Regions from separate parts of the Mus musculus genome. Here all the other regions are linked to region 7. A link is a contact called in public Hi-C and promoter capture Hi-C data. All regions are on one chromosome and are shown on one strand. The core of a region is the stretch at or near the end of the contact, and the rest is flanking DNA. Distances in the headings are between cores, read along the strand shown.

The links. Promoter capture Hi-C pulls out the DNA fragments that hold promoters and counts their contacts. A called contact is a pair of places that touch in the nucleus more often than the background predicts. Capture Hi-C pulls out chosen DNA fragments and counts their contacts.
Region 1: a contact with region 7 is called in a promoter capture Hi-C map of embryonic stem cells, with 3 times the contacts expected there. The contact joins the promoter of Inka2 here to the promoter of Rbm15 in region 7. A contact is called at or near these places in 5 of 39 promoter capture datasets (embryonic stem cells, erythroid cells, hippocampal neurons and 2 more), 1 of 484 Hi-C or Micro-C datasets (the G1E-ER4 cell line), 3 of 115 datasets of contacts at active chromatin or transcription factors (astrocytes, extraembryonic endoderm stem cells and trophoblast stem cells) and 1 of 9 other capture datasets (adipose tissue).
Region 2: a contact with region 7 is called in a promoter capture Hi-C map of pre-B cells, with 6 times the contacts expected there. The contact joins the promoter of Fam102b here to the promoter of Rbm15 in region 7. A contact is called at or near these places in 3 of 39 promoter capture datasets (cranial neural crest, liver and pre-B cells) and 1 of 115 datasets of contacts at active chromatin or transcription factors (pancreatic cancer cells).
Region 3: a promoter capture Hi-C map of liver shows a contact between it and region 7, with 4 times the contacts expected there. The contact joins the promoter of Rap1a here to the promoter of Rbm15 in region 7. A contact is called at or near these places in 7 of 39 promoter capture datasets (HPC-7-derived erythroid cells, embryonic stem cells, hippocampal neurons and 3 more), 1 of 484 Hi-C or Micro-C datasets (B cells), 5 of 115 datasets of contacts at active chromatin or transcription factors (differentiating embryonic stem cells, embryonic stem cells, extraembryonic endoderm stem cells and 2 more) and 1 of 9 other capture datasets (liver).
Region 4: a contact with region 7 is called in a Hi-C map of erythroblasts, with 8 times the contacts expected there. The contact joins the promoter of Stxbp3 here to the promoter of Rbm15 in region 7. A contact is called at or near these places in 1 of 39 promoter capture datasets (pre-B cells) and 1 of 484 Hi-C or Micro-C datasets (erythroblasts).
Region 5: a contact with region 7 is called in a promoter capture Hi-C map of liver, with 4 times the contacts expected there. The contact joins the promoter of Prpf38b here to the promoter of Rbm15 in region 7. A contact is called at or near these places in 3 of 39 promoter capture datasets (liver and pre-B cells), 1 of 484 Hi-C or Micro-C datasets (CD4 T cells) and 1 of 115 datasets of contacts at active chromatin or transcription factors (embryonic stem cells).
Region 6: a contact with region 7 is called in a promoter capture Hi-C map of pre-B cells, with 7 times the contacts expected there. The contact joins the promoter of Ddx20 here to the promoter of Rbm15 in region 7. A contact is called at or near these places in 11 of 39 promoter capture datasets (the C10 cell line, cranial neural crest, embryonic stem cells and 7 more), 8 of 484 Hi-C or Micro-C datasets (CD4 T cells, CD8 T cells, the G1E-ER4 cell line and 3 more), 7 of 115 datasets of contacts at active chromatin or transcription factors (astrocytes, embryonic stem cells, extraembryonic endoderm stem cells and 3 more) and 1 of 9 other capture datasets (liver).

Annotation. Positions count from the first base shown.
Region 1 is chr3:105,702,693-105,706,237 of GRCm38.p6, forward strand. Inka2 (inka box actin regulator 2) reads left to right here and starts at 1,907. Exons shown (of 2, transcript NM_175398.4): 1 at 1,907-2,133. The coding sequence starts at 2,077.
Region 2 is chr3:109,025,475-109,029,001 of GRCm38.p6, forward strand. Fam102b (family with sequence similarity 102, member B) reads right to left here and starts at 2,133. Exons shown (of 11, transcript NM_001163567.1): 1 at 1,711-2,133. The coding sequence starts at 1,847.
Region 3 is chr3:105,800,080-105,803,893 of GRCm38.p6, forward strand. Rap1a (RAS-related protein 1a) reads right to left here and starts at 1,302. Exons shown (of 8, transcript NM_145541.5): 1 at 1,160-1,302.
Region 4 is chr3:108,838,286-108,841,819 of GRCm38.p6, forward strand. It overlaps Stxbp3 (syntaxin binding protein 3), which reads right to left and starts at 2,217. Exons shown (of 19, transcript NM_011504.1): 1 at 2,135-2,217. The coding sequence starts at 2,183.
Region 5 is chr3:108,909,564-108,913,280 of GRCm38.p6, forward strand. It overlaps Prpf38b (PRP38 pre-mRNA processing factor 38 (yeast) domain containing B), which reads right to left and starts at 2,166. Exons shown (of 6, transcript NM_025845.3): 1 at 1,601-2,166. The coding sequence starts at 1,879.
Region 6 is chr3:105,685,106-105,688,937 of GRCm38.p6, forward strand. Ddx20 (DEAD box helicase 20) reads right to left here and starts at 2,466. Exons shown (of 11, transcript NM_017397.3): 1 at 2,019-2,466; 2 at 1,534-1,628. The coding sequence starts at 2,322.
Region 7 is chr3:107,332,030-107,335,519 of GRCm38.p6, forward strand. Rbm15 (RNA binding motif protein 15) reads right to left here and starts at 1,260. Exons shown (of 2, transcript NM_001045807.1): 1 at 1-1,260. The coding sequence starts at 1,051.

The DNA.
Region 1 (3,545 bases), core at 657-3,156, 1.6 Mb before region 7:
TTTCTTCACCTGCACAATGGGACATGTATTCTTACGTCTTGACTATTTTGCAGGTGGTCGTCAAAAGGCAGTTTTGTAGGGCTGGAGAGATGGCTCAGTGCTTAAGAGCATTTGCTGTTCTTCCAGAAAACCAAAGTTCCATTTCTAGCACTCACAAGGAAGGAAGGAGAGTCAAAATTGCTTGTAAACAGCTGCTCCAGGGGGAGGGTGTGGGATTTGTACCTTCATTTGGCCTCCCAGGGTACCTGCACACATGTGGCACACACATACATAAAAATAAATCTTTAAAAAGGCAGAGAGGTTTGTAAGGAGTATGATATGTTAGACTCACAAGGGTTTAAATGATATGCAGGGGAAACTGAGGCCCAGGAAAGCATTTGAGTTGTTGCCCCAACCACAGTGCTACATTTTTGTCAAGAGCTCAGACTGCTTGCCTCTCCTGGCAGTTCAACCACAGCCAGTACCCTAAATTCCAAAGATGTTCATGCCCAGGTTTCAGGGATGGAGAAAACCACAGATCTGCAAATGTTTACCGAGAGCTCCTTACAACCGGCTGCTGTTCTGCAGGGTGAAGATATAACTGTGTAAAAGGGGTGGGGCTTCAGGGTGGGGAACCCACCTCTGTTTCCTAGGAGGGTCATGGTGGAGGATGCTGCTCTGACCCACTACTTTCTTGAACTGATTCAACAGCACCAACACCGTCCAGCCTAACTTTCTGACTGGCACATCACTCTGAAGAGGAGTGAGAAGATAGGCCAGGAGCATAGTCACAGTCACCAAGTTCTTCACCTACCCCCTAAATGTTTTTGAAGAAGTGATCTTGGCTGGCATCAAATGAATGTCCACAGTGTCTGCTTTCTCCCTTCGCGGCTTCTCTTGCATCCTTTTGGTTCTGTCTCACACAGACCACCAAAATCTTGCCAGGGGCAAACTTTCCCCTATTAATTTTCTTGAAACAAAGCAAAGCAAATTGTTACTAATTACTCTGGCAGGCCGAATGGTGAGGTGTTTGCTCACCGAGGGTAACTTAAGTCAGGCAAGTGGCCAGGAGGCCGGCTTTAGAAGTATCGAGTTGGACTGGCCTGCAGAAGCACCCCTTTCGCTGTGCCCCAACTCCACCCCTTACACCCCTAGGAGTTACTGCATGGGTACCAGGGAAATGCCTGTCAACTATCCTCAGAGCGTCCTCAAGTCCTCTTCTCCCCTATTCAAGAAGGCCAGCATTAGGGAGTTCTAGGAAGGGAAAGGCCTGTTTCTCCACTCCCTGCCAACTCTATTGAAACAGCTCCCAACACCCCATCTTTAAATCTTCCATTAAAATTCGCTCTCTGAAGTGACTATCCTCATATTTACTTGTTTGTCTCATAGTTCCTTCTCCTCCACGATAAAAGTTATGCAAGGCTGAGACCTTGTCTCTCTTACTCAGTATCACCAGGTCTACCTTGAACACAATAGACTGCCACACCAGCTGAGACCTAGCGGAAGCCGCTTCCTTCCGCTAGCGCTAGAGAGGAGTGGGCCCGGAGGAGATGAAATGGAGCCGTGAACTTCCAGGACCCTCTTTAGAAAGAAAAGGCTTCTGAGGGATTTAAGGGGAAGGCAAAGGAGAGCGTTTTCTTCTCTGAAAGGAGTTAAGATTCAACACTGTGACCCTCCTGCCTAGTCCTAGTCCTCAATCCTAAAACTGCGTTCTTCCTTTATAATAGACAATGAATGCACTTGACTGGGGGCTTTGCCAGTTCCATGCCCCACAGAACCCAGAACCTAATCAAGACCTCTGCGAGTCTCCCAGTAGTTGCTGCTGTCTGCAAGGCCGGTGACAGACTTTCTCGGGTCGCCAGGCCCGAGCACCCCCCCTCCCCGACCGCTCTTCCCATTGGCCGAAGATACCCCTTCTGAGTTCTCATTGGCTGCTGCACTTTTCCTCCGCCCCTATCCCGGGCATTGAGCGGCAGCAGCGGGGAACGCCGCTCTAAGTCCCCACGCTGGAGCTGAGGCTCGGCTCAGCGCGGATAAGGGCGCGGAGCGCACTGAGAACCCTACTTTCTCGTGAGCCCGAGCCCAGCAAATGGGCGAATGACAAAGGAGAGCAAGGACATGGACTGCTATCTGCGTCGCCTCAAACAGGAGCTGGTAAGATCGGAGCAGGAGCCTGGGGACAGGGAGGACTGCTCCACCCAGACCTAGGTACCTGACTTGCCCCCCCCCCCCCCCCCCGCGCTCCGTGCACCGGGCGGAAGCGGAGAGGAGAGGGGAGGAGAGGAGAGGAGAGGAGAGAGGATGCCAACTGGTAGGTAGAGGCTAGGGACGTTGCTCAGAGGTAACAAACTTTGGCAAAGATTTCTGATGAGATATGGACAAGTAACAGGGAGTCAGAGCACCCAGATAAGTTGAATGTGACAGAACAACTGAAGAGAAAGGAGGACACACCCAGAGGGGACAGGCACACGGACGGAGTAAGGCTCAAGTGTCCAGAGTCGCAGGAATGACAGGCACAGGCATCGGGCGCCAGTGGTCGGGTGCCGGGCTCCTGAAGCGCGCAGACAGGTCCCTGCCCTGTGCAGGAGGTCAGGCTGGACTGCTCGCTCGCTCGTGGGGAGCTGGCACCGCCCGGGGCCCCCAGCTCTGCTGGGCTTGGCAGAGCTGGCGCGGCTGCGGGGGCAGGCTTGGCCGGCTGTCTGCCCGGGCTTGTCTGCCAGCAGGGAGGGGGGTGGCAGCTGTAATGACGGGGGAGGAGGGGTGCCGCCTGGCAGATCGCGGAGCGGGAGTTGTGGAGGCTCGGCCAGATGTCAGGTCTGGGCTTGGGGAGTGCGCTGGGAGTGTGCGGGGCCTCGGGGTGCTGAGGGTGAGTATGCTACCCTGGAGTGGGGGGATGAATCACTGAAGAGGGATAAGTGACTGTTAAGGCTGTGTTAGGGAAGCCAGGTGAATTCTGATTTCTTTCTCTTGCCTCTCTCTCCTCTTGTCTCTCTTCTCTCTCCTCTTTCCCCTCTCCCTCCTCCTTCCCCTCCTTCCCTCCCTTTCTCCCTCCCTTCTGGTTTTCCTTTACCACCAGGATTCAGACAGATAGGTAGGTAATGTGCGTCTTTTCTCAGCTCCGCCCGTCCCTTCTCCATCTAGACTGCCTTAGCTTCTACCTCCCACTCCACCTCTCAATGTCTCCTTCATTTTTATCTCCCATGGCAGTAGGCCCTCCTGGCTCACTTAGCTCCTTCTTTCTTCTATTCAGTCAGGTCACCCAGGCAGATCTGGATTCAGAGAGTGCCCAGCTCAGGCTTCTTAAGATCCCGAGAGATAACCTTTCCAGTCCTAGCTGCAGAGATTCCACTCTGCCTGCCTGGCAATGTGTAACAGGCAGGCTTTGGTGGTAGTAGGGTGGAGAGAGGAAGCAGAAGTAGAATAGCAGGTGCTTTCATTGATGCTCCTGACCAAGACGACCTGGCCCTAGTCTTGTCCGGTCTGGTCCAAGAGACTGCCTTTTCACGTTATAGTTCACTTCCTTAGTCCTTCCCTCTGAGCCCTTTCTGTGATGACATGCAGATATG
Region 2 (3,527 bases), core at 883-3,382, 1.7 Mb after region 7:
CGCGATCAGACAGGAGGGGGTCTTGGGAAGGTATGCTTCCTAAGACTCAATTCACTTACTAGCATAGTAAAACTCTCCACCTCATAGCCCTACCTAGAGTAATCAATATGTTTAAACGGCCCAGTGGACATGTGTACTGGGAGTGAGGTGTGTGTGGGGGGGAAATGGTCAGACTTGTGACTGACTGACTTGTGAGGCAAATCAACACTCCATGCAGAAAAGGAGGTAGAAAAGAAAGAAGGTAGGTAGGCCCATGTTCTGACCACCAGGTGGCACCATTGAGGCAGAGGCTTACGTCTATCTGTTCCAACTTGGGGGAGGGGGAAAAGAACCCTCCAGGAAAACTTTGTCTAGGCCTCAGAGTAAGGCTGTCACTTGACCCCCGCATGGTGTTCAGGATTTCCATTGCAAGAGCTAGGAAGTTTTACACACATACACACGCGCGCGCGCGCGCGCGCGCGCGCGTGTGTGTGTGTGTATGTATGTATGCATGTAGTTTTTTCCTCTCCACAGTTCATTGTTCTCTGACAGCAGTGTTAAAATGGTTGTATAATCAATTAGCTGAATGTCTACAGGTTTGTCATCACAGTTAAATATTGAAAATTATCCTCAGTGGATTTTTAAAAATAAATTTGAGGATCAATAGTGCCGCGTACATCTGTTCATTTAGGCAATTTGGCGTTTCCTGGCTTCCACGGGATTCATTATTGCCAGAGAGGGCAGTTTTCTGGCTTCCGTCCCACAACCCATTGACATTTTTTCCTTTACATTATTAATGGAACAGCAGATAAAAAGAATATTTTTTAGGGTAAAAATGAAGTTTACGTAGACAAAACATATATTGACGACTAGCCCCTTCTCCTTGACTTTAAGAACTTAAAAGTTCATTCCAAAACTTCTTTCATGTATCTTGTTTTTCTGTAGAGAAAAATATCTAAGAGCAAATCTATCAATGTGTAACCTGCCCTTAAATTACTCAAGGAATCCTGCCATACATGGCTGCGTTCTGTCACCTGCTGTCAGATTCTTTCCCAGTGTCTAGGTGCTCATTTTAAAAGGACATGGAGGATAAGGTCTGGGCTCTCTTGATTCTAAGTCTTTCACTGAGACCCACTAGTGGCCACTTGAAGATGGGTAATTGAGAATATAAGCACATTAACTGGAGACATAGCTCTAAGGCAAGCCAAAGACTACATAGTCTCGTCTGCCAGGAACGCTTGACTCAAGACAAGCCCGACCAGGCGTATCCCAAGCTCTATCGTGGCCACCCTAAGTCCCAGTAAAGTCTCAGTAATTACGTCAACCACAGGCGGTTCCGAGTGGGAGCTCTTGGACTGTAACAGTTTGGGTCATTTTCGCTTCTCTAAGGTTTACGGTCTACTTTGGATTTTGCAAATATGGGAAATGTCTTTGGACAAACCAGAAGCATCCTTTCTGTGTCTCCACCGTTCCTGAAGAACTGGGGGGAAAGCAGACTCAGGGGCCACCTGAAGATAGGCGCGCGGGACAACCAGCCCAGCCCACTGCGAAGCACTTGGTGCCGTTTGTTCGATGCTCTGGCTGATTTCAGACTCGTCTCTGGAGGACGATGAGCTCACCGAGCTGGCAGCTCGACAGAGCAAAGGGGCCAAGCATAGAAAGGGATGCTGGCCGTGCAAGAAGCCCCTGCCTGCGGGCAGCCGCGGGAGAGCAGCTCCCGAGGCTCCTTACCTGGAGGACTCGGCGGTGAAGCTGCCGCCGTCCAGCAGCCGCATCTTGCAGAAGAGGACCCCGTTGACGAAGGGCACCGAGGAGAGCTCCTCGAGCTCGAAGTCCACCTTAAACTTAAACTTCTTCTTCTTCATCATCGTGAGGGCCAGGCGCCGGCGAGCGGGCTGCGCGGACGGGCGCCGCCGCCTCAGCTCGGCCGAGCCTCGGATCCGCCCAGCCCCATGGCCCGGGCCGCGAGCGGCGCGTGGGGGCGCAGCCGGGGGGCGCCGCGAGTCGGCGGGAGCCGGGGCCGCCTGTCGCGGCAGCCCGGGCCTGAGAGCACCGGCGGCTGCAGCGCGGACCCCGGCCGCCCGCGAGGAGCGGTCGCCTTGCAGCTCGCCCGGGGAGTGGGCGCCCTTTCCGTACCGCCGCCGCCGCCCGTCTGATCGCGAGCAGAGAGAGAGGCGCCGCTAGGAGAACGGTCGCTGCCGCCTCCCTGCCCGGGGCGCCCCCAGCGGCCGCAGCCGGAAGCGCACCCAGCGCGGAAGCGGGCGGTCCGCGGAGGGCGGAGGAGCTCCGGGCGGGCGCGCGCCCCGCCGGGGAAGCTGGGCAAGCTAACACGCGACAGCAGCGAGCTCGGCACGCCTCCCCGGGGTTAAAAAAAGACAAACCCAGCCGAAAAAGCTTCCTTGTGCAGCTTCCTCTGCGCCTTTCCTTTCTGGGTTTGCACCGCCCCCCTTTCTTCCCCTCCCCCTCCAGTGATTTCACGGCCTCTGGGTTTGAAGATAAATAGAGACAAATAGAATCCCAAACCTAAAAATCTTCTGTAGGGTCTCTAAACCCCACTAGCTCTTAAACATTAGATGAAAGTCAGCTAGGAGAAAGGAAAAGATTAAAATTTGCTGTGGCCACACCAAGTGCCCAAGCAAGGGGCTGTGCCTTGTGTTTCCCGTCATTGATGGCTTGTTTATTTAATTTCTGTCACCCAGGAAAGAAAAAGGACCAGAGGAGTTAAAATACTTTCCCCTTTAAAATCTGTACATACTGTGAACACATGAAGTCAGATTCTAAAGGCATACTTAAAAAATTCTTTTTAGATGAATATCAATTGTCCCCCCCCCCCCCACACAGTATCTACTGTTAAAACGTATGTTATCAATTTAATTGCGTACTGTTTTTGAGGGGTGGTGGTGTTTTTAGGTACTGTTGTTTGGTTTGGTTTGTAGTCAAGGTCTCTAGCTCAGGCTGGCTTCAAACTCCCCATGTAATCAAGGATGATGTTGAACTTGTGATCCCCATGTCAGGGTGATAGGGATGTGCCGCCATGTCATGTTTATGCAGTTCTAGGAATCGAACCCAGGACTTTCATGCATGCTAGCAAGCTACCTCACAACTGAGCTACATCCCCAGCCTGGCATCTGGCCTTTTTAATTTTTGAAAAGGTGTAGTTCAAAAGAATCCTCTTTGTAGATCATTCCTTTACGTTTTTTAAAAATTCAATTGATGTGTCTGGGTCTCTTGCCTGTGTTACAGGCCTGTGAACTACATGTGTGTCTGGTAATTGCAAAGACCATAAAGTGTGTCTGATACTCTTAAACGGGACAGTCGTGAGCTGCCCTGTGGATTTGAGAAGTGAACCAAGTCCCTTTGGAGCTGCTGGGCCATCTCTCCAGCCCATTTATTTATTTATTCATATAAAATATTTTAATTGCCTAAACCACCAGTTACTGGCTAGATAGATTCCATGACCAAAACCCAAAACCTGCTTGTAATAATTTTAAAGTCCTGGCCTGGCCAAGATGGATCAGTGTTAAAGGAACTTGCAGGACATGAGTTTC
Region 3 (3,814 bases), core at 52-2,551, 1.5 Mb before region 7:
ACTAAGAAAGAATATCCGAAAATGTAAATTTAATTTTGAAACAAAGTGTTACAGAAGAGCATAAAGACAGGAAAGAGTCTGGGACCTAATCTAGTACTTACTCTACCAAAGTGTTACAGAAATCAATTACATCAAAAGAAAAAAGTACTCACAGGCATATCTACCCCCACACACTCTGACAGGAAACTCAAAGAAAGTTTCCAAATCCTGTTTCCAGCATCATCTCTTCTAACCGCCCGCTTCTGAAGGCTAACTCCCCTGGTTAATTCTGAGAGTCGACACTTTGACTCTAATAAAAACAGTATCTTCAGCCACCCAAGAAGCAGACAACAGCGGTTGGTACCTGTCCCGCTTGGCCCATTAACCTCCTGCCCTTTTATTCCATTTCTTACACAGTACTTCCTTCAAAGCAGCGACAAAACGATTTTCCTTTCCCAACGGCAATACACTCACAGTTTCTGAGCGGTAGCTCTTTTTCCAAGGCATGAAAGGTCCCCTCAACTCTAGTTTTCTATCCTGTGAGGAAATCTCAGATAGGAGGGGGGGCGGACGCGGGGGACACAACTGTCCTTCCTTGCTCTTCTCCTTACAACAGCCAATTACACAACTCAGCAGAAGACACTGCCCTTAACTTTCTGAGTAAGGAGACAAGCTACAATCCCACCACCCCACACTCCTCACACGCCCTCGGTGGGCGGAAGACCGGAATCACACCGTGGCCTCTTTCCTGACAAAATTCAGGGGTAGCAGCAGATATCAGAGAGTCGAGAGCGACGCTGCAAAGGCGAACACATGGCAAGCGGCAGAATACAGAGGGCAGGGAGGGCGGGAACCCGGGCTGGCGGCGGAGTGGGACACAGAGGTGTCAGCGCTCGGCGGCCGGGGCAAAGGCCGCGCGGAGGGCACCGCACCTCTCCGTCCGCGGGGACGACAGCCGAGCGGGCGCGGACACGCGTCCCATCTCGCGGCCCGCCCCTCGCGGCCGGTCCCGCAGGCCCCGCCGGGCCGCCTCGGTCCGCGGGCGTGGCTGGCTCCGGCCTTCAGCCGCGGCCCCTCCCGCCCGCCGGGCCCCCGGCCGCCGCCCCGGACTCGCGGACGGTTAAGAATAGGCCACCGAGGTGCGGCCAGTCCGCGCCCCTCACTCGCACCCCGTACTCACCCCGCGGCCCGGCGCCTCCTCCACCTCCTCCTCCTCCCTCCTCTCGGCCGCGGCTCGGGCTCGGGCTCTGCACGGCGGCGGCAGGAGCAGCGGCCTCGGGAGCGGCGGCGGCGGCGCCTCCGGAACGCGCACGCACGCAGCACGCAGGCCCCGCCCCCCCCGCCCTGGTCTCCGCCTTCCCCGCTGTGTCCGGAATCTATTTAAGGGAGCCGTTCTTCAAAGGGTGGGGGGCATAGTGTGCCAACAGGAACTGGGGCCTTGCCTTTGAGAAGGTGGTTAAGGCCAACATTGAAATGAGGAAGGGAAAAAAAAATCAGAAAGAGAATTTTGAAGGGATGCAACCATGGGACAGCTGTTAGTTGAGTGCCTAGTAGGTCCCCAATGCCTAGGCATACATAGGGAAAGTCACTTATAGAGCTCTCATCCTCGTGACCCAGGAGAGGGAACACGAACAACAAAAAGAGTAGCAAAATTCACAGGTCACCAGGGAGGGCTTTGCATGCTTTTGTTCGTGCTATGAAGAAACGAGCCTATCCAAAAGAGGCTGGATGAGAAGAATACCTTCCTGGGTTGAGAGGAAATCAGCCACAAACCCCGAGGTGGGGTGTGTCTTCCATATTTCACAACTAGCAAAATGCAAGCGAAAGGATGGATAGATAAGTAGAGTCTATGGCCAAAGAGTACTGAGGCGCCAAGATCTGGACAAACGACCAGACCCGGTGGAGCCTTTGGGCCATTGTAATGACAACAGGAAGCCCCGAGGAGAGGGTGGGCCCAGAAACAACTATATCTAGTTCATGTTTTTAAAGGTTAACTTTATGCAGGGCGTGGTGGTTTACTCCTGGAATCCCAGCATTTTGAAAACAGGAACAGAATTGCCACGAGTTTGAGGTTAGCCTGGACTACACAATGAGTTTCAGGCCCATCGGGAACTGGAGTGAGTCTCACTGTGTATGTAAAATATCCAACTGAAGCACGAATGTTCACAGGGGAAGTCTAAGGTGGCTATTCTCGTCCAATTGGCCAAGAGTGGTTATTTTATTTTAGATTTTGTTTATTTTAGCTTTATTAAACCTATTTTAATAGATTTAGACTTGAGAAAGCAGAGGGTCGAACGAAACAATTAGGAATGAATCTTAGGTTGGGGGCCTGCTGACTGATATCATTTAATAAGAGAGAAGATAGGGTAAGAACAAAGCTGGGACCAAAGAAATTGAGAGTTCAGTTTTATGGGGGATGGAGAAAGTTCAGTGGTGATGAGTCTGAGATATAAATTTGAGATCCATCAGGATGTAGATGATTTGACCCTCCGGTCTACATAAACTCTCTTAGGGATGGGGAGTAACTGGAAGAGAGGACCAAGAGAAACTTAGAGGTTAAAGATAAGCAGAGTTGACAGTCAGGTTAGAGGAACCCCTTGGAAGGAAGGAAGTTGTTAGGGAGTTGTTTTAGAAAAGAGGGAGTGATCAGTCAGTTCCCTTGCCTACTGCTGAAATAGCTAAGAAGACAATTGAATCTCAATCTCTGCCTCACCCCCACCCCACAGTCCCCATCCCCGCCACCCTGATTGGTTCATGCTAGACAAACTGCCACTGAGCCTCATCCTCAGTCAAGAGTTGGGAATTTAACCACTGACCAAGTTTGGCCTGAAGTTTGTTGAGAAGCTTAATGAAAACCCTTCCAGTGTTATCACATGGAGAAATGTCTGATTGGGGTGTGTTGAGAGAATGAAAGAGAGGCGAGGAAGACAGCCAGGAGCTGGCTGAGCCTAGCAACAGTCAGTAGTGGGAATGGTGTGGGGATCCAGGGACAGGATTTTAAAGCTGAGTTACTTCCTTGTGGTGTTAAGAGTGAAAAATAAAGTTCCGGTGCAGAGACAAGAGGAGACACCTAGAGAAACCATGGGAACCAAGAAGCAACAAGTCCTAGCACGGTGCTGAAGCAGTTGGCCTTAAATGTGAACAAGGACAGGAGAGTCACAGACTGTTCTGTAGCAAAGACACAGACACAGAGCAAGTAAGTGTGATTCTGAGGTGGGCACAGCCCACTGCAAAGCAAAGGGGACAAGTGAGAGCTAAAGTCTAGTCTTTATTTTGCCCACCAGGCTGAGTACCTGGTAGGACAATTTCAGCCTTGAGGAAAGAGCACTTTCCTAGCTGTTCTCCCTTAGGAGTGGTGTCTTTTGTCAGTTTTCCATGCCCCACGCACCACGCATCCATGCATCCATGCCCTGCCTGTTCCTTGTGTTTATTTTTTCCAGTTTACACAGTGCTGTAGGTGTTGCCTGCGGACTGACGGATAAGATCAAATCTGGCCTGTGTGCTTCCTTTTATCCTCTCTTAACGGGGTGGGGTGGTCATATATCTACACTGAAATCACTCAGCAAGGTGCCCTCCACTGCTTGGAGTTTTGCTGCTGAAAGTCAATGCGAGAGGAGTGAGAGGTATGTAAGGGAGTGGATGAGACACTCCGGAACTTGACTTGTGAAAGAGAAGAGGCCAACTAAAAAGCAGCGGCACCCGTGGGAAGGAATATTTTCAGAGGAAGCTATCAAGTGAGTGAGGGCGAGGGGACTTTCCAAGGATCCAGCAGATGCAAGTGAGGCAATCAGGGGAGAGGAAGTACGCAGCATCTGTGAAGATACGAGGGTTCAGA
Region 4 (3,534 bases), core at 967-3,466, 1.5 Mb after region 7:
GCAAAAGGCTCTGAGTACAACTGTATAAAACCAGATATGGTGGGATTTACCCAGGATTGTATCACTCAGGAGGTGAAGACAGAGAAATCGGAAGTTTAAGGTCATCCTTGGCTACAAAGTTGAGTGTGAGGCCACCTAAGGTACACAAGACCCTGTTTCAAACACGTAACAAAGCTCTGTGTGGTGGCACATTCCAGGACTCAGGAGGCAGAGGCAGGTGCTCTATGAGTTCAAGGCCAGCCCAGACTACATAGCTTAAAGACAACCCAGGATACACAGCAAGAAGGTGTCTCAAAAAACCCAAAAACCAAAGCAAAACAACAGTAACAAAAACCAAAAGAGAAACCCCATCCCTTTAATCCCATCTCTCCAGGCTGGGACACAGGAAGGAGTTCCTGTTTCTCTAGATTTGCTTGTCCTGGATGTTTTTCTCATGAATGGTGTCATACTATGCCCTTTGTGACTGGCTTTTTCTTTAGCGTGTTTCCAAGATGCAGTAGCATAAAATATATCAGCATTGTACTTACGTTTACTGAAAAAAAAAAAAAAGACATGTATTCCTTTGTATGTGCACTGTTACGCCATGCGTCAGTCTGTGGAAAGGTGACCTATTCTTATTTTTTCAGCTAAGCCATTTCTTCAGCCCCTTAATGTGTATATGTTTTGGGCTATTCTTGTCTTTTGGTTGTGTGTTTCGAGTTACAGGCGGTCCTAAGACTATTTTACAGCCTTACATCTTTTTCCTTTCATCCAGCCTGCCTATCTATATTCTACTCTCCATGTGGTGAGCCTGGTGTTACCCTAAGTTAACAAGAACAGGGAAAGCCTGTTATCTTCATGCTATTGATACTGGCGTTACTAGCATAACGGTATCTTTTTCTCATAAGCCCTGATATAAGGTGCCATTATAACTCAGAAGTAATTTCTTCAGCACAATTTGTCACCCACTTTCGTATGAGAGTCAATATAGACAATCTGCCTAAGTCAGTGCTTTCCTTACATCACGTGGGTCCCTGGGGATGCAATTCGTGTCCTTGGGCTTGACAGCAAGCACCTTTACCCACTCAGCCACCTTGCAGGCCCCCAGAAAGGATAAATTTGAAAATAATAAATATGAAAGGATAATTTTGTATTTCACAAAGTCTACTTATCTATTTAGTACCTTCTATATGGTAAACACCATGCCTGTACTGTTTTGGATTTTAATTTTATACAAGGAATTCTTGAAGGCAGAATTCTGTTGGCTAATTCCTATTCTGTTCCTTGTTCCCCAAGTCGGAGTAAGAAACACTAATAAGACGTTATTCCTTTTCTACTACTAGACTATAATTACTTAGAACCCAGAGATGCCAAACAAGGAAGGTCCTTCCGGTTTGCTGCTTTCATTGCTCTTCTAACCTGGCAGACCTAGGTTTGGTGTCATTTTAATAAAAGTCATTAAAGTTGGTCGAACCAACAAGAAGACCAATTGTAACACAAGGAGCAGACTATGCAGGGACCGGATACTAGATAAAACTTTAACAGTCCGCTGTTGCTTTCTCAAGAACTCTTTTTTTTTTTTTTTAAAGCAAGTCATATTCTCTTGGAACAGTGGCAGAAGGCGCTCTTGAAAAGCTACGCCTGCACTTTTTAAAGGACAAGACACTGAAAAGGATGGTAGTAAAAACCCTCGGTGCTAACATGAATATGGGACACCAAGCGGCTTCTGAAAACACGGGGACGAGGGCGGGACAGAGTAGTAACACAGAGCTCAGACTGTGTCGGATGGAGAGACGTCCGTGCCTGGTGTGGCGAGGGGGGTGCAATGGGAAGAGCTGTCCCGGGACAGCACAGGGACTTGGGAGGGAAAGTCGGCCCGAGTCAGGTCGCCCAAGGGTGGGGCTTTGCGGAAGAACCTCACCGGGGTGAGAGTTGGCCAAAGCCGCGGAGAAGGCCGCGTCTGGCCACCCCGCCCATCCCTGGTGCTGGCACGAAACCCGACTCTGGGCAAGCCGGAAGGAGTCAAGCCAGGGACTTGGTCCCAAAGCAACAAGTGCCCATGCAGCTCCCAGAGAGGCTGCAGAGCTGCAGCGGGAAAGAAGACCCCCGTACAGCCGACCCTTCCCGGCCTCATCCCTGACCCCTCCGCACTCACTCCGCCACACGACGCTCTTCAGTCCCCGCTCCGATACCGGCGGCGCCATCTTCCCCCAGCCGTGGAGCTACAGCCACCGCCTCCCACTCGCAACCTACTTTGGCCCTGAAAGCTGCGCTCGGGGGCGGGCCCTTCCCCTCGCGGTGGGGAGGCTCCGCCCCCTCCGCGGGCCGCGCCCTCAGGTGACGTCACGCGCATCAACTAGGGCGTGTCCCGCCTGTGCCTGGACTGCGGCTGCGTAGTGTGGTCAGACTTCTGTGCACTGTCTGGCGCCCCCTAGCGGAAGCCTACTATAACCCATATCTCAGTGTCCAATTTGGCATCAGAAAGCAAATATGTGAACTAACACAATTTATACAATTATGAATTTATACATACCGGGTCTTTTTTATTTTACATTTATCTGTGTGTATGTATGCATGTGTGCATACCAAGGCTCGCAGGTGAAGGTCAGAAGACCTCATCTTCCACAGTGTGGGTCTTGGGATGGAACCTAAGTTGTCAAGACACATCCTGCCATCCCCAATACGGAGACTTTATGCTTTACAAAATAATGTTTCATTCAGCAAAGCAATTCAAACTATACTGTTCAGAAGCCTGTTCAACCGCCATATGGGAAGTCTATCCCTCTCAACTTCATTTTAATAATTTTTGAAGATCATTGATTATTTAAGCTGTAAGGTAACCACCAGTGTTCCCAGAACTGTGATAGAGTTTCAGAAAAGTCTAAGAAATGAGAGACCCTCTTATTCCTATGAAGAATTTTACATTTTAAGTTATAGAGCACGATTCCTAGAATTGTTAATTCCACAAGGCAGGAGTAAGACCACTACCATAATTTTAGAGCTAAAATTGAAGCAAGCTTTATTATATCCAGGAGCACCAGAGACCTGGCCAATTAGGGGTTAGAGAGAGAAGTGCTGAGAGTCCCTTTTAAGGAGCAAAATAACAAGTAGTTGCAAAACAGTGTTACAGAAGCAAGACAACAGGGCAGTTGGGAAGTATAGGAAAATTTCAAAAGGACAAAAACCAAGTACTTAGTGATAAGGGAGGGTCAAAGTGTTCTCAAAAACAAGTCATGGTCACAGGGTGGTGCAGGGCAGGTTCCAAGAAACAGAAACTTAAAAACAGAAACTCAACTCTTACAATAAACGAAACTTTGTGTTTAACAATACAACAAAATGTCTCCTACCTTAAAAATGGAGTCAGGCAGGTTTCTCATTCTCCCCTTGACCTTTGTGTCCTTCTCAAATCCTTGATAGGGGACTGTCTTTAATAATGTTGTCAAGTGGCAATGATTCTAGCCTTGTTTGGTGGATGCAGGGCCCAATTATGGTAGCCAGTAGAAACATTAGCAGGCCAAAGAAGGGGAGAGCCATCTTAGCCATGTTGTCGGTCAA
Region 5 (3,717 bases), core at 916-3,415, 1.6 Mb after region 7:
TGGATGGTGGAACCTGAACTTAGGTTCTCCGCAAAGGCAAAAAATGCTTAGTCCATGGGGCATCTCCCACCCCCCCATTTTAGTTTTAAAAATGAATTTAAACATACTTTCTAATATAATAAGTTTTTCAGAATACATTTGAAATTAAGTTGAAATATTAGTCTCTATTTTAAAACAACCTGTCACAAAGGTACAGGGACCCAAATTTTCAAAGTTAACTGCATCCACAATCATCACTCACCATGCTGCATCCACACTGAAAAGGCCTTACCTTTTAAAAGCTAGTTTAAAAAAACTACTTCATAGTATTAGTTACACCTACTTAATAGCTTTTGTAAAAGAACACCAAGAGTACGTGTATATTTTATATATACAAAGTTAAAAGGTTTGTCTATAAAAAGCAATTAGTACCTCAAAAATCTCTCATTAACCTGAACAAGTGGCTGGGAGAAAAGTAGGTAAAATATACAGAATCTCTTTTCGTTAACATCTCCACGTGTATGTCAAGACAAGAAAAATTGGATGTGTTTTACTTTACATGCTCTAGCGAAAATGCTTGAAGACATGAAGACTATTAATACTCATTAAAATATAAATTAACCTCGGAGGCCTGGAAGGTTATTTTTTAAACTACCTAATTTGTAGGGAAGTGGAGACTCTAGTTAGTGAGACCAAAATCAATGGCCCAACACCAAACCGGTAAAAATAAACCTAATTAGCCATTCATTTAACCAGGGAAATGCATTTATTGGCGATTGAGCATGATTAATAGTGCATACCTCTACCTGCGACCCTGGGCTGCTCCGAGCCTCGCTGCAAGACTGAGTCAATCCTGCTAACGAAACAAGAACTGAGACAAGAGTGCAGTGAGGAGGCGCCAGGTGAGCTCCCCAGCACAGCCAAGCCAGCACCGACCCTGCCGCAGAAAGAAGCCCAGGGCCCAGAGCATTCTAATTATGCCCAACGCACAGGTGGCTGACACCTTCGACTCCTGACTTCCTGCTGGGAAAAATTTCCAGGCCTTCTGTACACCTCTTTTGCCCTGGCACTCCACGCCACCCTCAACCCTCCCGGCCCACCCGACACACTCACTGGCCAATTTCTGTCGGGATTGGAGAGCTTAACGAAGAGCACGAGGCCGACATTGAAGTAATTACTTCAGTAATTCCGCTGGCCCGGGGGGCAGCGGCAGAAGCACCGAGTTAGTGCTTAGTCGACACAGGTAAAAAGGAGTCATTTTTTTAAAAAATGGTGAACTTGGACAGGCTTCTGGTATTACTTTTCTCCTCTCCCCTAGAGTTCTTGCCCAACAGCTCCCTAGGGATAGGCAGGAGGTTGGGGTAGGTTAAAGATCGATTGTGGCGGGCTCGCCCGGCTATTAAAACAAAACAAAAAAAACAAAACCTGAAAAGGAAAAAAAGAGGGCGGCCCTAGCCCGACCCGTCCCAAACCAGCCCCAAGCTTCACTTCTCCCTCCGCCAACTTTCCCCCTCCCCCAAATCCGCGGGTCTCAGGAGGGAGGGAAAGGGGGTGCATCCACGGTATCCGACACCCCGCTCTGGCGAACTTACCCCCGACACGCGGCCTAGAGGATGCGTACCTTAAAGTAGATCTCGTCCACCACCTCGTGGTAGGTCTTGAGCTCGTAGAGCTGCACTTTGAAGTAAGGCGACGACAGGATGTTGGTGAGGATCATGGGGTTGAGGTTCATGGTCTTCTCGTTGCCCCACAGCGGCAGCACATTGCCCTGCTTGCCCGACACCGCCGGCTTGGTGGCGCCGCCGCCGCCGCCACATTGCTGCTGCTGCTGGGTCACGGCCGCGGCCGCCTGGTGCTGCGGTTGCGAGTTGCCGGTCAGCGCGGGGCTGTTGTTGGCCATGGTGCCGCGGCAGGAAGGAAGGAGGGCGGGCGGGAGGAGGGAGGCCAAGCTCGATCGCGCTCTTCGGGACAACGGTCCCGGACCTACTCCATGGAAGGCCGTCGGGGCAAGGAGCCCGCCGCGTTGTGCCCCAGCCGAGCGGGAAACTGCAACTGGGACGCCGACACACGGGAGCCCGGGCCCGAGACGGACGCCAAAAACGAGGCGGGGAGAACTCCGGACGCAAAGCAGAACGGGCAGCAGAGGAGCTCGATCTCTTCCGCCAACTGCCCCTGGGAACAAGATGGCGGGGCCAGCGGAAGTGACGCCATACGCCCGGGCGTTCGAGCTAAGGCCGTGGCCAATCAGAGCCGCCCGTGTGTGCAGGCTATTCCTCTTCCTGGTTGCGCGAGGTCGTTGCGTGTTGGCTCGGCTCCGGTGGTCTGTGTGCCGGGCTGGTGGCTTCCTCCTGGGACTTTGGCCCAGGGGGAAGGGGGTCTGGACACAGTTGCTATGTTTTAGAGTTTGCATCCGTTGCTTGATTTTTCTCGAGGCAGGAAGAGGGTCTCGTGACACTTGTGTTCTGGACGGATGCGTGACTGCTCCTGCGGAGCGGTCGAAGTCTCATGAGTTAATTTTGTTAGATTCTCCAGAAAGGACTAGAGTCAGGGAATTGACTCCGATAGAGTCCTTGAGGCTTTCGCAGAGGTAATAGTGTCCTACCGGAAGTCGTAGACGGCCCCAAATTTTTTTTCTCCTAAGATTAGGATAATATTTTAACTGGGTTGTGAGCTTTAAAGAAAGTACTCTCAACTGGGTGTGGTGGCGCCCGCTTTATTTCCAGTGCTGGGGAGGAAGGGGCAGACGGGTCTGTGATTCTGAAGCCAAGTTCCATAGACATCCAATCTCAAAATAACAAAAAACATAAAATCTGCTACCCTACGTGGAGTGCTTCCATTGACTCACCTTTTTTTTTTTTTTTTTTTTTTTTTTAATTTTCAATTAGGGTCTCACACTATAGCTGAGGCTAGCATGTAGCTCAGGCTGGCCTCAAACACAAGACAATCTTTACGCCACAGCCTTCGAGATACTGGGATTTTGGGTCCTGAGCTACCACATGTAGTGAGATGCTAGTTCTATGGTACCGCTGCACTGGGCTAGGCCTTAGAAAAGGGAGTGAGGAATGGAGATGGAGAAAAGGTGGGAAAGTAATCAGGGTATCTGTTCTCAAAGGTACTAATAATTTAAGATTAATAGTGTTTGAGAGTTAAGAGGCTGCTGGAGCCTTTGACCATCATCTACTATTTACCATCTAATAAGCCTGATTTGAGCAAAGAATGGCTTAAGCATAGAAAGCAAAATCAGGCTTAGAGATGGAAAATAGCACAGTTGGCAAGAAGCTGGGAGCTGTGCTTCGTGGGGAGTAGTGGCAATAAAATGTCTGTAATGTGTGGATGAAACATTAGGAACTTAATGCTTACCAAAGGCTACCCCACATCCTTATAGTGTGTGTGTATTTAAATCAGGCTAGGTTGGTTTTGATGGCTACGTCTGAAAGGAAATTTACATTCCAGAGACTGAGGCAGAACAATCAAGAGGCCAAGACTAGACTGGTATAATAATCTGACTTAAAAAAAAATCAGGCTATTGGTGTAGTTTAATGGTAGACGAGGTGCCTAGCTAGCATGGGCAACGTTGGTTTAATCCCAACAGAAACGTGTTTTCCTGTGCTCATTCATGGATATGAGCATTAGGGGCTGAGGATGTTCCTCAAAGGTAGAGACTTCATTAGCAAGCAAGAGTTTCAGCCCTATCACTGGAAAAAAGAAAAATAGTTCATATGCATAATTTTAAATATG
Region 6 (3,832 bases), core at 1,216-3,715, 1.6 Mb before region 7:
AGTGGTTTTAAATGAGATAATCAGAAAGCCCTTTTACATCGAGAGTGTCGGCACACACAGAAGGTTCTACTACCCTAGAAACAGAAATCGATTGCCTCAGTTGAAGACTAGTCTAGGTTTCAGGCCAGCTAGGACTATTCCAAGTGTGCCTGCCTCAAACAAACGTGTTAGGAGCCCCATAAGGAGGTAACATTTGAGAAGAAACCTAAATGTATAGCACAGAGCTAGCTGTGGGACACACTAATGCTTTAGGAAGAGAAAACACAAATTCAAAAGTAGTAAGATATACATGAAGAACAGCAGAAAGACCCACATACTCTCTGTTGTTGTTTCGAGACAGTTTCTCTGTGTAGCTCTAGCTGTTCGTGAACTCTCTCTGTAGATCCGCCTGTCTCTGCCTCCCAAGTGCTGGGATTAAAGGTTTGTGAGAGGACTATATCTCAAAGCTAACTGCAAAGGTTAGGTACCAAAGGCCCCAAGCACCACACAGTACAAACTGCAATGTAACTACTGGAAATGAACATACTGGTTTTAAAAAAAAAAAGACTAGGAAATAAGACTTTTTAAAAATCCCTTAACTCTGGGCACACATCACAGATTTGGGTACTTTATTCTCATTCTCTCTCTCTCTCTCTCTCTCTCTCTTTCTGATTTTCCCAACTATAAATTATTATGTAGTATTACTTTGATACTACATAATACACAGGCACTAATTATTTTAATAATATACCTTAAAAATATGATTTTTACTCAAGTTTGGGATTTTGTCTGTTGCCAAGTATTACAAAGCCAAAACTCTCAACACATCCTAAATCTCAAATAAATTAGCCAATGTACTTTAAAAAGTATATTCATTATCTCCCACGGTTTCGTGGATATAGAACTCAAAGATTCTAGACAACAAATACAAGAATCCTGGGTTTAAAGGAATCACATTGAAGATCGACCATCTCAAAAGCCCCCTTTTGAAGTCAGCCATCACTACACACTCCAGACGACAGTGTCAGGATCACATCTTATTCACTGTTTAATCCCTAGTGCCTACTATAGTATTTATATGTAACAATGGCTAAACAAAGCTTTTTAAAGAATGATCCCCCAAACCCAAAGCTGAGTAGGACAATCTTAAAACCATATCCCGAGGCAACCTAGAAAATGAGAGATCAATACAACACATACACAAGGCTTTAAGAACCACCTGAAATTTCTGCCATAGCACAGTACTTACTAATCCAGAACTTCTACCTTCTATGTCTAATCCCACTCTAGTCAGAAAGTAAATGAATTTTTAATTGTACGATTCCAACTGACAAATGGTCGAGATGTACTTATAACAGAAAATTCCAACTTTAAAATACTGGACGTAGCCTTGGCCACAACTCACCGACGTGACCATCTAGTTTACTTCCCTAACTTGCATACGCTTTGGTCCGGCCTCTTCAAACTCACCATCTGGAAGAGTTACTAGTTTGTCACGACTCTCAATAGAGTCACGTGCTACACACCCCCTTCCGGATCCTGAGTTAGACTCACCTGAGTACTATAGTTTTCAAGAATCAGAGAGTCCAGAGCAATGGTGGAGAATACACAAGTTTTTCCAGTGCCCGACTTAGCTTGGACAATTAAATCTGAGGAAGAAAAAAATTATATATATTACATATTATTACCTAGATTTACTGATGCCACCAGATACCAAATACGAGAAAGGAGAATGAAGAGGTTCTCTGCCATGAGGACCTAGTTGCCACCTGTATTTTTGGTTGACTCTCAAACGCGCAGGAGGTGTGCTTGATGCCCCAATCTCTTAACCACCGAGCTACCTCCCCAGCCCTTTGCGCCCCGAATCTCTGCCGCTCACCTTCTCCAACTTGGACTCCATGCTGGAAGAAAGTCCTACCCTCAAATTCAACTGCGCGCCTTAGAGCCTGGCTTAGCCCCGCGATGGCGCGGAGCCGGAGCTCTCCGGGGGCCACGCCGTCCCCTCCTTCCCCCCACCGCCGGCCGGCCCCGGTCCTCACCGAGCCCGCAGCGCCCCAACGGGATGGCCTTGAGCTGCACCGGAGAGGGTCTCTCGAAGCCGGCCGCCCGCAGACCCTCCAGCACCGGTCGCGACAGCAGCAGCGACTCGAAGTCCGCGGGCTCCGCCAGCACCACGTCCCCGGTACGTGTGCGCGGCCCGCCGATGTCGTGTGCGGTCCGCTGGGTCCACGGGGATGCCGGAGTCGGCTCCACAGCCTGCACCGGCGCGGCCGCACGCTCCGCAGCCATAGTGGACTCGGAGGTTGTCAAGGCCGCCGGGACTTCAAACGCCGCCGCCGCCATGGTAGCCGCGCCTCCAGATCTCGCGATATTTAGACTTGAGGCGGGGCTCCTGGGAGCGAGAAGGAGAAAAACTTTATTGGCAGCCTCCCGGAGAAGACACGGACACGCCTGGAAGCGGAGGGGAAGAACGGAAGTCGGAGGCTGTCACTCTAGGAGGGAGCAGAAAAAAAAAAAAAATGTAGCCTGAGAAAGAGGCGGGAAGAGCGAGGGAAGATGAGGCTACCGGTGTGTTGCCGCCTGCGGCCTGCAGAGGGCGCCGCGTGCCCTTGGTGGGCGCCGCCCGCTGCCGGCCTCCCGCGGCTCTGAGTGCCTGGCCGCGCGGCGGGGCTCCAGACCCGAGCGCCCAGGACGCGCTTTGTGACGCAGCTCGCGAATCGGTCGCCGTCGCCTGGGCTTGGAGTCGGCTCCTTGGGTCAAGCTCGGCTGTAGCCACGCCGAAGTCTTCGCGATCCGTACCCTGTCGCGTGACGGAAGTCTCCTGATATTTAAGTGGAAACCTGGACTGCACGCCAACTCCTAGGCTCTGCTTGATCGCTCTCTCGGAAACCCTAGGCTAATAGACGTCTCGGGTCCAACGGATCTTTTGTGTGCCCTTCCTCCGTTATGGGGTGGGCAACTAGCACACCACTTTCCCTTCCTCTAGACCCACTCATGTGTCACCCTGTCAAAGAGGCTTTTCTTGAAATCTTGAGTGGTTTCCATCCTGACTGCTTCCTGGCCTTTCCCATTATTCCCACCACTATCCCCGAGTTTGATTATTTGGTTTGATTGGCTTAGTTAGTTGGTCTGTTTATTTTCTAAATCAGAGTCTCCCTATGCCGCTCAGGCTGGCCTCAAATTGGAAATCCTCCTGGCTCAACTTTTCAGATACTGAGATGACATGTGTGTGCCACCATACCTGGTCAGGTTCTTCATGATACAACTACCTAAAATGTTTATTGTCCACCCCCCACCACCACCCCCACACACACTTTCCATGAGGACAGAAAGCTATTCTGATTTGTTCCCTTCTGTCTCTGGTAGGAGAAACATAATCTGGCACGTACTAAATACTGTTTTTTGAAAGAGCTCTTAGAACAAAGCTTTAGTCATGCTTCCAAATGTAAGCATATCTTTATTACTTTTCTCATTGATGATGATGGACTGAGTCTCAGAACCTGTAAAAGAACCCCAATAAATGTCCTTGGCCATGGTGTCTCCTTACAGCAATGGAAACCCTAACTAAGACATGTTTGCTTAGAAATTAACAAAGCACTAAGCAAACGTCCACTATCCAAATGAAGGAAGAGGAACTAAAGATCGCAAGCTTCCTCATAGTTGCCCACATCTTTCACCCACCCAATCCACAGATGACAAATCTGAGGATTCCTTTTTGCTTTGCCTTCACCCTCTTTCTATCAAACTACTGTCAAATACTTGTGTCTCCAAATGTCTCATCCACTCCTTTACCATCTCCATAGTATCTACCCTGGGTCTTCTGGTCATCCTAACTGTTGCAAAACCCTTCTAG
Region 7 (3,490 bases), core at 10-2,509:
CAGCTCCCACCCTCGGCTCCAGGCTGTAGGCCGGGCGCACCCGGTCATAGAACGGATAGTCTCGTTCTCTTTCCAGCTCTCGGGGCAATGGTGGCGGGGGTGGAGGAGGCAGGCGGCCCAGGGCCAACTGCTGCAACCGGTAGTCTCTGTATCCCAGAGCAGCACCTCCAGGGGAAAGCGACCTCTGACCTCCCCCTCCTCCAGGGGCGTGCCGGTGGCTACCGACTGAGGTCCCGACCACGCTGGATGACGGGGCGTAAGCATCTTTGTCTAACGGGGAGCGGCTGCGGCGCCGGCTCACGTACACGGCTTCTATCTTCAGAGGCCGGTCATAGAGCACCAGGCGGCCTCTGGCATGCTTGGCCGCCCTCGCGTCCTCTGGCCTCCGGAAGTTCACAAAGGCTACCCGCTCATCCCCGCTGCCAGAACCTGAGAGGTGACTGATTTTGACACTTACATCACCGAAGCGTTTGAACTCGTGAAACAGCCCGTCCTCCACCGCCTCGTCGCTCAGCTGGGACCCCAGCTCGCTGATCTTCAGGGTCTTGTACTCCACGCCGTCCCCGCCGCCGGGCGCGGAGGAGGCGGCCCCGGAGGAACGTGACTCCCCGCCTCCACCCCGGGAGCTGCTGCGCGACTCGCCCCCGCCTGAGGAATTTTTGGTGCTCGGGGAGCTGTAACTGTGCAAGCGGCTACTGGAGCTGCCCCCGCCGGTCTCGTACTCGCGGCTGCCGCCCCGGCTGCTGGACTTGTCCAGATGAAGGCTCCGCCGCGACCCGCCGCTGTCCGTCTTCCCGCTGCTGCTCCCATTGCTGCCGCCGGAGCCCCCTAACTTCTTGCTCCGCTCCCCACGAGAACTGGAGTCCTCACCGCCACGGGAGCGCTTGGGCTTGACCGGCGAGCGCTCCTTTCCTTTCATTGTTGAGGGTCGCCGGAGGTCGTCTCTGCGGAGCTGACTAACCCGCCACCCCGCGCTCGTTTCACACAGCGGACTCGCACGCCGCCATCTTGGACTCCGCCGCGGCAAAGGCTCCCGCCCCGCAGACCTCATTGGTCAATTAATTCACTCTTCAGCCTTCTCATTGGAAAAACTATTTGTCCGTCTTTACATCTCCCCGCGCTCCGGGAAGGCGCCCGCCCCGACGCTGTTATTGGGTTCCCAACGCCCTAATCCCAGTACCTCATTGGTTATATTCGTTGTCTATCTTAACGGTTCCTCGCGCCAGGCTGTAGCTCCGCCCCTCGCACTTCATGGTCACCTGACCCAAAGCCTAGAAGCGTTGATTGGACAAAAACTCTGCCCTGTAACGGTACTTCTAGCACGGCGAACGCAGCGATCCCACCTTCTCTTCCCTTTCATTGGTTTGTGGCCACGTCTTTTAAATCACTATCGGGAAGTCTGGACATCAGTTCAGGCGTTTTTTCCTGAGAATTTGGCTCTCTCCGATCTCGCGAGAGACAAAGAGCTCGCTCGCTCACTCGCTCACTCGCTCGCTCTCTTTCGACCCCAGTCTTCCAACTTCTCCGGCGGCTGAAGAAAGTTTAAATCTGATTGGATGTTGACGAGGAACATGATTGGATAAAAGCGCTGTCCATCACTCACTTAAAGGAGTAGGCCCATAAACTGAGGCGTCTGAAGGTGAAAGACTAAGACCACGCGCTTGCTGTGCGACGTCACTTTGCTGTCGCGAGATGGTGACAGTGAGTCAGGCCCGCCTCCCCGCGCTTTCGGCGTTCTCTTAAACATTTGTTAGGTCCTTACGGCGTACTTGCCTGTGCTTCGGTCCTTCGAGTCTGGAACTTGCGGGCTCCTCACTGTCCTGTCTGGGCGGGACAATGGGCTCGGTGGTCCTTCCGGCTGCTGGCCCTCACTCGATCCGCCTAGGCAGCTGTCCCGGACAGTCCAGCCGACACCATCTTAGTTAGCTGCCTGAAAAAGCCCCACCCCCGTGCGCGAGAAAACGCCTGCCCCGGTCTGTGCGGCCCGCTGGGGCGGTGAGTTCAGGGTTCACAGAGCCTCGGGTCACGCTGACGCCCTGGGCGGTACCGAGTCACTGCCCGCCCGCGGACACAGGGAACAGCGCCGCGGAGCCCTGGCCAGTCTCAGTGGCCGCCTTAGGGCCCGCAGTGTCCTGCAAGCCCACTTACTGGTCCGACCTGCAGGACCACTTGCAGATTTTTGCTTCCTGCTTTATGTTGTGAATCCCTGTAAGGTTTGCATTTATAAAAGATGTGTGAGACATAATATAGCTGTGCTTTGCTTTAATGTGTCACACTTCTCACTGTGCGGACACTACATTTATCTCGTTTCTAGGACTCCAGCACTCCGATTAATCCATAGTAGGACCCAGTAACATGGCCACCTTGCTCCCTCCTATATCCACTTCCTTTGACTCCTTTAACCGTGATTCCCGTCTAAACGCCTCCCGTCTCCCACCTCTGCGACCCCATGCACCTGAATCTCTTAAGCTTATGTAATACTGGTGATCATGAGATTAGATGCGTAGTCTATCCCACTAGCGTTTACCTCCTGGTGAGAGGAAATAGGCTTTTTGCAGTCTTCCCAAAAATGTACCTAGGAGAGATGAGAAAGATTTTGGTATTTACATCTTCTAAGACTGAGTAGAGAATGTGTTTTAAAACAGGACATTTTACAAGGTGATAAGAATGCCCTTCCCCAAAACTTGAATTCTAAATTTATAAGCTACTTGAAGATTAGATACAGCAACCTGATTAGCCCTATTTCAACCGTTTTGTTTTGTTGGTATATAACCCTGAAATTGGTGAACAGTTGGGCCAAACTCTCTTGGTCACAGCAAAAAGATTTGAAAGAAGCTCAATATGTAAGTTATAAACCGCAAAATACTATAAAGCATAGACATATTTGTATATTAAAAGTAGCTGTTATGTGGCTTTTGGAACACCTGTATCCCAGCTGCTCTTGCGGATAGGATCACAATTGCTTTCTTCATTAGCTAGAGTAACTTGGTAACTTGGTGAGATTCTGTCTTAAAACCACCCCTACACAAAAGTCTGGAGACATAGCTCAGGACCCTTGGACACCTATGTGAAGCTCTAGGTTCAATTCCTAGTACTGGGAAAAAAAATTCTTTTAAAGATTTATTTAGCAGTGCATGATGGTGTACCCCTTTAATCCTACCACTTGAAAGTCAGAAGCAGGCAGATCTCTGTAAATTCAAGACCAGAGTTGTCTATATAGTGAATACTAGGCCAGCCAAGACTGTATAACGAGACTTTGTCATAAAAATATTTATGTGAATGTCTGTATGTATGGTAGTGTTCTAATATCCAGAGAAGCCAGAGAGGGTGATAGAGCCCCTGAAGCTGGAGTTACAGGGTTGTGAGTCACCAATCTGGGCCCCTGGGAAACAAACTGTAGTCCTCTGTAAGAGCAGCAAGTACTCTTCAACGCCTGAGCCATCTCTCCAGGCCTGCAAAAATAATGTTTAAAAGATGTTTAAATAATGTT